Regions from separate parts of the Mus musculus genome. Here region 1 is linked to region 2. A link is a contact called in public HiChIP or PLAC-seq data. All regions are on one chromosome and are shown on one strand. Each heading gives the region's core, a stretch centred on a gene start, on an enhancer-like site or on the middle of the called end of the contact. The rest is flanking DNA. Distances are from core to core; before and after follow the strand shown.

Region 1 (4,863 bases), core at 1,855-4,354, 150 kb before region 2:
TGAAGCCAGTGGAGATTTCCCTCAGGCATCAGTTGCACTAAGTGGCACCTCCCACAACACACCAGCTAGGGGGACGCCAGAGGTTCCAGCCTGCTTCTGGTAACACTTCTCAGGGGTCAGAGAATCAAAGCCACCTGCGCTCACCTGGGGCCCAGCAGGCTCCATCTGCTTCCAGCAAGCATAGGCGAGGGAGGGTTGCCTCGGCAAGGGGGCTGACAGCAGCTGCACGGCTGGCTCTGGGCCCTGGGTACTTACTGTGGTGATGAACCTGTACAGGGGTTGTCTTCTCTCTGTGTACTTGACTGTGATGGGGCTGAGGTCATAGCGGAACCAGATGGCAGGGATAATGCGTCCCGTGTGGCTGTAGGCAACGTACTCCTGCAGGAGAGAGGAGGAAGGAGTGTTACAAGCAGAACCAGCCTCAGGTGGGTGAGGGTGTGGGATGCAGAGGGTGTCCAGGCAGCCTCCTCTCAGCTGCTCTGGAAGCCCTGGACAGGCAGCATAGTGAAAGCACGCTGGGTCCCTTCAACTATGGGAAACAGACCACATAGCTTAGAAGTGGAGCCAGAACGGAGCACAGATCTGAGGGTGACGTGGAAGAGGAAAGTGGGCTTTGAACTCGGTCTGAGCATTTCCTCCTTGACTTGCCAGTCACACGGAATCTGCTCATTTATTCTGCTGGCTGCCTCCGCTGTCCTAAGGTTCTTGGGGTGATGAAGCCCCTCCCCTAGAGGAGTCACAGGCTGGTGGATGAAGACATCATCGCATCACTAGCTTCTAACAGTATCCGTGTAGGGAGGGTGGAGGAGGGTGCTCAGCAGGCCATAGGTGAGCCAGTTCTGCTCAGGGGGATGGGGAAGGCTCACTAAGGAAGGGGCATTCTAAACCATGAATAAGAAGATAGCCTGCCTGACAGGTGAACCAAGTGGGTGTGAACTTGTCCACCAAGTAGGGCCAGCACAGAGAACAGGGAAGGTACAGTGCCCAACCTGCCATGGCTCGTAAGGATGCACATAGCATTGGCCAAATGGCCACCAAGGAACAGGGATCTGAGCTGATGACCCACAGGACCTGGTTTGAGCACTTCAGGGTCCTGAAAGGCTTGGGCTCGCGTCTCTTGTTTACAACAAATGGAGATGGATGCCGGGGTCCCCAGGCCCAACCCCCATGTCCCCAGCACTGGTCTTGAGCAGCTGGAGTGATCCCATGGACACCACTGAGTGTTAACCCACTGGACAGCCACCTCCATTCACAGAACAGGCTGGGGGCAAAGCCACAGAGAACGCTGAGTGAGCTGGTCCAGCCACCAGGCCCTTGCCAAAGCTTTGATGGAGGAAGCCTGCAGCAGAGGAAACTCAGCTTTCCCAGGGTGATTGTCTGGGCCACAGCCCAGCGCTGAGGGGGTAAGAGACAGAATGAAATCTAGCAGCAGTAGTGTACCAATTACCCAGCCTTCCCAGTGAGCTGGGAGCTTTCTGAAAACATTGCTTCATTTGACAGCAATCTTGTGAAGTAACTGCCATGGACATATTACAAACAAGGACACATGACTGAGCTAGGATGGGGCAGTGTGGTCCAGGGCCCTGCTTCCTGCTGATGTGTGGCAGCACTGGGGGGAGGTTATAATGAGTACAATGGTTGAAATATGCTCCCCAGAAGTCATACGCATGCTGCAGTGCTGGGCTGAGCCCAGAGCCCTGTGCATGTGGGGCAGGGGGACCACGGCTATTCGCCATCTAAAGTTACAGGTCCTTTGTGTACATCAAGGGGCTGAACCCGGAAGTAAGCCTACATTGGTGGTGGCTGGAGGTGGTAATCTGGGAGGTGATTAGGTTAGATGAGGCCACGAGGTAAGTGTCAATGGTAGCATTAGCTCTCCTATAAGAAGAGGAAAGCACTTCTAAGCTTGTATGCTTGTGTCTCTCCATGCCCTGCCCTCCACTGGACAACACAGCAAGAAGGCTCACCACAGGCTGGGGTTGATCTCTTTGACTTCCTCTTTCCCAATCCATGAGATAAATTAACTTCTATTTTCTTTCTTTTTTTTTCTTTTTTCTTTTTGGGGGGGGGGTAGGGGGAAGGTTCAAGACAGGGTTTCTCTGTGTAGCCCTGGCTGGCCTGGAACTCACTCTGTAGACCAGGCTGGCCTTGAATTCAGAAATCCACCTGCCTCTGCCTCCCAAGTGCTAGGATTAAAGGCGTGCGCCACCACTGCCTGGCTGACTTCTATTCTTTACTTACTACTTAGGCTCTTAGAATTTTGTTATGCCACCAGAGAGTAGGACAGACACGGCCTGAAATAGTGAATGTAAGCAATAAGTCTCTCGGAGAGAGTTATGGATCAAAGGGAATCAGAGCATAGGGACCCATGACCAAGAGGCTGTCCAAGTGGGCAAGCCTGGACGATCCCTATTTGGACTGAGTGGGTGAGCAACCAGGGGGCTCTGGAGCCCAAGAGGAACCTGGGTCTAATTCCTACACTGTAACTACACAGCTTGGCGAGTTCCTCAACCATAATGATAGTTAATTGAGCTGAACACTCCATCATTTATACTAAGGGTCTGGGTGGCCCTGCAACAGCAGAAACAGGAGCCTCGTGGTAAACAGGGGAACCTACTCCAAGTGCCTATGTTCCATTGGCACAAGCCATGCTTTCTGGAGAGGCTCAAGCCACTAACCGCTGTGCCATCTCATTTCTTTGGCTTGGATGTCCCTTGGCTTCCCAGAAGACCTGTGTGTCTCTTGGACTGTTGGGGTCCTGAGACGTCCACAGCCACCTTGATAGGATTCCCTGCCTAATGCAAAGCATCGGCCATGTGCTGATCAACAGGAGCCTGAAGAAACCAGGACCAGACAATGTCAGAGCTGGGATGGTCTTCTGCCTACTTCAAACAGAATACATCTTATCTCCTTGTTAAGAGTGTCTCACCTGGACCTTGAGGCCACTACCACGGCAAGAACTGGTATTTCATCTTTACTCAGACTAGAGAATGAGCCTGGACACTCCCTGTCCACCCCACTGAAATTCCCTTCAGCAGAATGTGCGGGGCATCGCCTATGCCCTTGGCCAGCAGAGGGAGCAATTGCAATGCTCAGCCCGTTCACGGCCCACTCACCTTGTTGGCCACTGTGTACTGGTAGGAGTAGCGCTGCTTGCCGCTCTTGTCCTCATACACTGTGGGTACAATCTTCAAGATGTAGTCATGGGAGGCCAGGGCTGCAGGAATACAGCATAAGATGAGATGGGGTGGGCACTGCCTGGCAGGTGGCTCTGCCTGTAACCCCAAGTTCAAGTCCTCCTGGTACTGTAGGGTCCTCTCCCCTTTCTCTTCAGAATGTGGCTTGCTGGGATTGTTAGATCTGCACTACATAATATATAATACTCTGAGCCACACACTTACAAATGGGATAGCCATTAACGAGGGGTGCTGAGGGGGCATTTTCTCTGAGATTCAGGCCCAGGAGCAGCACGCTCCTGTGAAGTAGGGGCCAGGGAACACATCCTCTTTAATGCGTGGTCACCAAGAATTGTCTAGAGAGAAGCCCCAGGAAACAGAGCAGCTTCAGTTTCATCCTTAACTAGACTAGAGAGAGACTGGCAAAATTACATTCCCCACCATCCCTCACACACAGAGAAATTTTCCAGGGAGAAAGGTGGGACTCAAGAAAGACCCCATTTCATTGTAGGTATTGTCTGTCTGCTTTTAAGTTTTAAAATAATCTGGGCTCTGGGCTCCAGAAAGAACTAAGTAAGACTGATCAAACCCAGAGGGCTGGGGTCAAGCGCCTGCCTGGCATAAACCTGCCCTTGGCCTCAATCCCAACACTGCCAAAACAAACAACAGAATCTGGTCACTGTCTTCCCTCTTTCTCAATAAACTGCTGACCCTTCAGCCCTGTAATAGTTTAACACGACCTTTTCACCCAGCGCCCCTGTCTCCTCCCAGCCTGGATGGCAAAGTTGCTGAGTGCAAGGACAAAGTCTTACATTCCTGCCCCTAAACCCTGCACGGAGCCTGGGACAGGGCAGACAGTGGCAAGGCCTGCTGAATGAAGGAGTGGACAGGATGGCTGGACAAAGGATGAAGGGATCAATCAGCTACTGATAAACATGAGCTAACCAGAGCTGCCTCAGCCTTCCCGAGCAAAAAATGAGGCCCAATGTCCATCCCTCTTATTCCTTCTAGAACCTTGGGCTAGGAACCATGGAGCTAAAAGAACATGGGAGTTTAGTCTTCTGGGTTCTAATCCTGGTCTCTGCAGATCAGATTCAGATCTGTAAGAGTGGTGAGCATGGAGCAAGCATTCCAGCCTTGACTAGTTCTGGCCCTGCTGTCTCCTCAGAAAAGGGCAGCACTCCTGGGATGGAGGTGACCCCCCCCCCCAACACACACCCTCAGGAAAACTGGGGAAAGCCCTGGAGCCTTTAAGCTAAGCACAGGGGACCCAACACCTCTTGCTCATGCCCACAATGGCTCTCAGGGTCCAGAGTACTAGGGTCACATGGGGTTAAAGGCCGATTCTAGTCTTCATCCCTGGAAACTCCCATGAGATGGGCTCACATCTATACCTAAACCAGGAGGCCAAAGATCACCTTGAAGTACAAGTCTCAAATTCCCACTCTCCAAGGATAAAACCTGAAGAAAGGAAGGCCTTAGTGAAAATCATAACTCTACTATTTTGTTGTTGTTGTTGCTATTTGTACAAAACATTAGGTAGTCACAAAAGGAAAAAAAAAGAGCCACCCTTATGTCTACTGTGCACAGAGAATCAGTTCACATTTCCTCCCCAGTAGGAACACGCCAGACGGATGTCCTTAAGGAGTCACAGGGGTTCTGCCTCAGGCCCAGGTATCATGAACAC
Region 2 (4,505 bases), core at 141-2,640:
GGCATTTCCTATTGCCTCAGTGTTATGGGTGGAGACTTGTTCTCATCTTAGTACAGGGGATCAGAGAGGTTAGGCCTCTTCCCTCAGGGTGCATAGCTCACAGTTGCAAAACTAAGCTTCGAGCTGAGTGAGTCTGAGCACAAAGCCTGTGTCCTTTAAGCTCCACCACCCAGTAGGTGCACCAACGGTCTGGATGGTTCTATGCCCTCCTCTAAGGGGAGCCATTCACACTGCAGCGTGCAAGGTTACTGTGACATGAGAATCAAGGAAGACTTCTTAGAGGAAGAGGCAGCGGGGCAGGGCTCCACAGACTCAGTAAGAGTCTACTAGACAGGGGTCTGGTGGGAGGAAGAGTATTAAGGAAGGGGCTTCCCAGAGGAGAGAGGAGCCTGTTAAAGGCAAAGGGATGACATAGGCAAGGTCTCCAGAGACCAGGGGTTCCCAACGATGGGTATAGATAAGGGTTGGGGGGGGGGTAGGAGGGCTGGTTGGCAGCTACCAAGGTGGAGACACTGGAGACTCTTAAACTCACAGTACACACTCTGGTGTGCATTAGGGAGGATGGGGACTCAGACCTGCCTATGGAGACATCCTGGCTGGCCAAGTGATCTTGGGGACAGAGGGGTTGTGATAAGATGTGACAGAAGTGTTCTTACCAAGGATGACTATGGCTCCCTGAGCACTCTGCCTCCTCCTCTGTGAGAAGTCAGGCTCAGCCAGTCTGCCTGGAAGAGCTCCTGGGTGTGCGTGGCGTGTGAAGGGGTTGGGAGAGAACACACTGGCCTGGTTGGTTTGCCCCTGTGACAGCTGGGTGGCTCCTTTCCACTGGCTAGTTGGATGGGGCAGAGCCATGGAGATGGATGCTCAGTCCCTCTTGCTAGCCTATACCTGGCCATTGTTTCCCTTCATCCTTTTACCTCTGAGCGGGTGTGTGTTATAGATAGGAGAACCATAGGCCCAGTTCGCAGGTAAGAAAGCTTCAGGCTCACTCTTTCAACTAACTGCAGAAGTTGGTTTCCTTTCTGTTAAGCTTCTATAGCCTGCTCCAGAGAATGAGGAGATCCGGGGCTAGCCTCATTGCCCTACTGACCCTCTATTGCACCTTCTATGCTTAAAGGAAGACAGTGCTTAGAGAGAGCTCCTTCTGGTCAACCTTCCACAAAAACTGCTTTAGTAAGCCCTTGTGATTGGTGTTGGCAACAGAACCTTCCAGAGGTATACAGATTAGTTTGCTGTGCACTGGATACAAGCCAGGATCATCTGGGAAGAAGTAACCATGATAGAAAAAAATGGCTCTGTCAGATTGCCTTGTAGGCGAGTCTGTGGAGGCATTTTCTTGATTAACGATGGGTGAGGGAGGACCCAGTGTGAACTCACTGTGGGCGGTGCCTGGCCCTGGTTGTGTAAGAAAGCAGGCTGAGCAAGCCCAAGGAGCAAGCCAGTAAGCAGCTCCCCTCTGCGGCGCCTGCTTCAGCTCCTGCCTCCAGGTCCCTGCTGTGATAGCCTGTGAGCTGTAAGATGCAACATGCTGCCAGTTCCTCTCAAAGTTGTGATTGGCCATCAAGTTTGTCATAGCAACACAGACCAAACTAGGACAAGAAGTGAAAGCTCACAGCTTGGCCAGTGACCCAGAAAGATGCTTTCCAGACCCACATGGCAGGGTTTGAACTGGTTTGGGGGTTAAATTTCAAAAATTGAGTGATTACTAAAAAAACAAAAGGCAAACAAACCAACCAACCACAACAAACCCATGTGTTCCTGGTAAATTTTTAATAATTTATATTTCACTGTTCTTCTGTCATCTTAGGTCCATATTCATTTACTCATTTCAAAACTTTCATCATCATCATTGTCGTCATTATTGGTATTTAGAAACAAGGTCTTACTATGCAAGCCTGGCTGTGCTGGAACTCACTATGTAGACCAGGCTGGCCTTAAGCTCAGAGAACTGTCTGCCTCTGTCTCCAGACTAAAGGTGTGCTCCACCAACATTTTACGTTAGTTATGTTTTAAACTAATGTGAACAGCAGCAGCAGCAGGAGCAAGTGAGAGAGCAGGCTAGAGAGAGAGAGAGAGATCTACTTATTTGATTTTGTGTGTTTGAGTGTTTTGTCTGTATCATGTATGTGTACCACATGTATGCCTGATGCCAAAACAAGTCAGAAGAGTGCCCTGTCTCCCAGATGGTTGTGAGGCGCCATGTAGGTGCTGGTACTCTGCAAGATCAACAAGTCACTTGCAGAGCCATCTCTCCAGCCCCTGGCTTTGTTTCCTTAAGCTTTGAATTAGAATTAATTACAATGGTAAAATCGACTGAAATGATTAGTGCTTGATGTAAATTTAAATTTCTTTCCTTTTTTCTTTCTTTCTTTTTTTGTTTTTTGTTTTTGTTTTTCGAGACAGGGTTTCTCTGTGTAGCCCTGGCTGTCCTGGAACTCACTCTGTAGACCAGGCTGGCCTCGAACTCAAAAATCCACCTGCCTCTGCCTCTGCCTCCCGAGTGCTAGGATTAAATGCGTGTACCACCACCGTCCAGCTTAAATTTAAATTTCAAGTACCAAAGGTCAGTGTTCAATGTCCTTTTGCTATAAGAGGGACTTGCCAACCAGTGGCCTCTCGCAGACAGAGGACAGAAGATTCTCCTGATCCCCTCAGCTTGTCTCTTCCCCATTCATCAGTCAGAGGCTTTGAGAAAGAGAAGCTAGATCGGATCCTGCTGCCCACTTGTGACTCCCTAAGACTTCTGTATGCAGATGTTCGTGAAGATCCAGCCTTCCCTAAAGATACTTTCCCAAGGCTGACTCCCAGCCTGCTCTGCTCTGGTGGTCTGCCTTGCCTCTAGCTGGTCACCCTCACTGACACATGGGTAGTTATTTTCCAAGCCCGTCCCAGAGGCTACCCTCTCACTAGCCCCTAGCTAAACTGGGAGTTCTGAGTTCAGATGTCCTGGGGATGGGGACAGGAGAATCATTCCAGGACTGTACAGAGATCAAGTCCACCCATACAACACAGTGTCTGCATAGAGCTTGGGCAACTCCCCTCCCCATATTCTTTAAACCAGCTCTGGAAGACATACCACTCCTAACAAACTGCACATGGCATGACAGCTACCATACTGTGTTGTTTATAGAATGATGGTAAGAAAAACACATGTGTTCAGTATAGACATAATTATTTTTGGAGGCAGCCTCTCTCTTGTAGCCCAGGCTAGCCTCAAACGTCATCTTCCTGACTATACCTCCCCAGTGCTGGTATTGCAGGTGTGTGCTACCTGCTTGACTCAGACACAATTTAAAATTTTTCTATTTTTGATCTACAGTTGGCTGGGCCTGTGCATGTAGAACTCATTGGTACAGCTAGTGGGCTGTGACAGTCACTTTGATGTTTATTTCTCTGGAGCTTCTACACTTTTTGAGTTGTTTTGTTTTGTTTTGTTTTGTTTTCTACCTTTCCAAGAGTTCTTCTGGGCACTTCTATGTCATCGGATGTCTGGCTTTCTGGTGTGTGTAAGGATAGCCCAAGTATAGCATGCATAGCTGAACAGAAACAAACCCGTTCCCCCAAGCAGCTGAACAGCCCTCGGCTCCCCCTGCTCCTGGATCGGCACTGAAACCTGAACACAACTGGCTGGCTTAGTCACCCTCTGTGCCTGGCAACACTGGCAACGAAGGCCTCTGTGCCCAAACACACCACAACAGGCCTATGTCACCAGGTTCCTGAGGCAGCCCAGGCATTTGGAGCTAACTTTCCTGAGCAGAGAGGGACTGAGGGAGAGGCAGTGGTGGGCATAGACAAGGGGGCGAGAACAAGAGACAGGCTGGAGACAGGCAGCAACCAGCAACCTGGGGCTTCTGGGGTACAGCGTGAGTCTTGAGAAAAGCTACTTTGCAGGATAGGCTCAAGACTGTTGAAAAATAGAAATACCGTTGGCAAGCCAGAGCCACCACTGGATTGTGAAACTGGCTTCTCGGCGGGCTCCTCCTCGGAGAGGGGGAATTCTCTAATTTCTTTATTTTGGGTTTTATAACAGCTTCAATGAAACAGTCACATGCCACATAATTTGCCCATGTAAAATGCAAGATGTGGTGGCTTTCCATGTGTTCACAGCTGTACTTACCCACCTGTTAGTGATTACTCTGCTTTTCCCACGCCAACCCTGTCCACATCACGCTCCTGGCCTTAGACAGGGGAATCTACCCTCCCTCTCTGCGGCTTGCCTATTTTGGACCTTTCATAGAAATAGACTTAATAATATGTGGTCTTTGGGGGTGGGTTTCCTCTTGTGTCCAAGCTTCATGGTATAGTATGCGTCAGCACTTTCTTGATAAATCATTATTTGTTATTAGTAATAGAATGGTAATACTCTATTACGTGGCTACGCACACACTGTTCCTCTCTGACTGATGCCACCCCTGGGCTCTTTCCACTTGGGCTCTGATGAATCACTCTGCCATGACTGTTCATGTTCAAGTCTTCATGTAGTTTTGTGTTCTCGTTTCCCTTGG

What was found. HiChIP or PLAC-seq counts read pairs in DNA pulled down with a chosen protein or histone mark.
Region 1: an H3K27ac HiChIP or PLAC-seq map of heart atrium shows a contact between it and region 2, with 6 read pairs. The contact joins two enhancer-like sites. A contact is called at or near these places in 12 of 39 promoter capture datasets (the C10 cell line, the HPC-7 cell line, cranial neural crest and 7 more), 2 of 15 datasets of contacts at CTCF or cohesin (the NIH/3T3 cell line and large pre-B cells), 49 of 484 Hi-C or Micro-C datasets (the 4T1 cell line, B cells, the C2C12 cell line and 29 more), 11 of 115 datasets of contacts at active chromatin or transcription factors (CD8 T cells, the HPC-7 cell line, acute myeloid leukemia and 7 more) and 5 of 9 other capture datasets (adipose tissue, embryonic stem cells, embryonic trunk and 2 more).

The regions. Positions count from the first base shown.
Region 1 is chr17:26,637,097-26,641,959 of GRCm38.p6, reverse strand. It overlaps Ergic1 (endoplasmic reticulum-golgi intermediate compartment (ERGIC) 1), which reads right to left. Exons shown (of 10, transcript NM_026170.3): 8 at 3,117-3,217; 9 at 256-378. It overlaps Gm41553 (a long non-coding RNA gene), which reads right to left and starts at 249. Exons shown (of 2, transcript XR_876696.2): 1 at 1-249. Within about 2 kb of position 3,104, at least 44 of the 459 cell types and tissues checked have an H3K27ac peak or open chromatin away from gene starts, as enhancers often do. A contact at or near this core is called in heart atrium and muscle stem cells, where this site is marked.
Region 2 is chr17:26,484,381-26,488,885 of GRCm38.p6, reverse strand. The region is part of intron 1 of Gm34455 (a long non-coding RNA gene); the gene reads left to right. Among named protein-coding and RNA genes, the nearest start is that of Gm34455, 18 kb to the left of the region's middle. Within about 2 kb of position 1,390, at least 8 of the 459 cell types and tissues checked have an H3K27ac peak or open chromatin away from gene starts, as enhancers often do. A contact at or near this core is called in heart atrium and muscle stem cells, where this site is marked.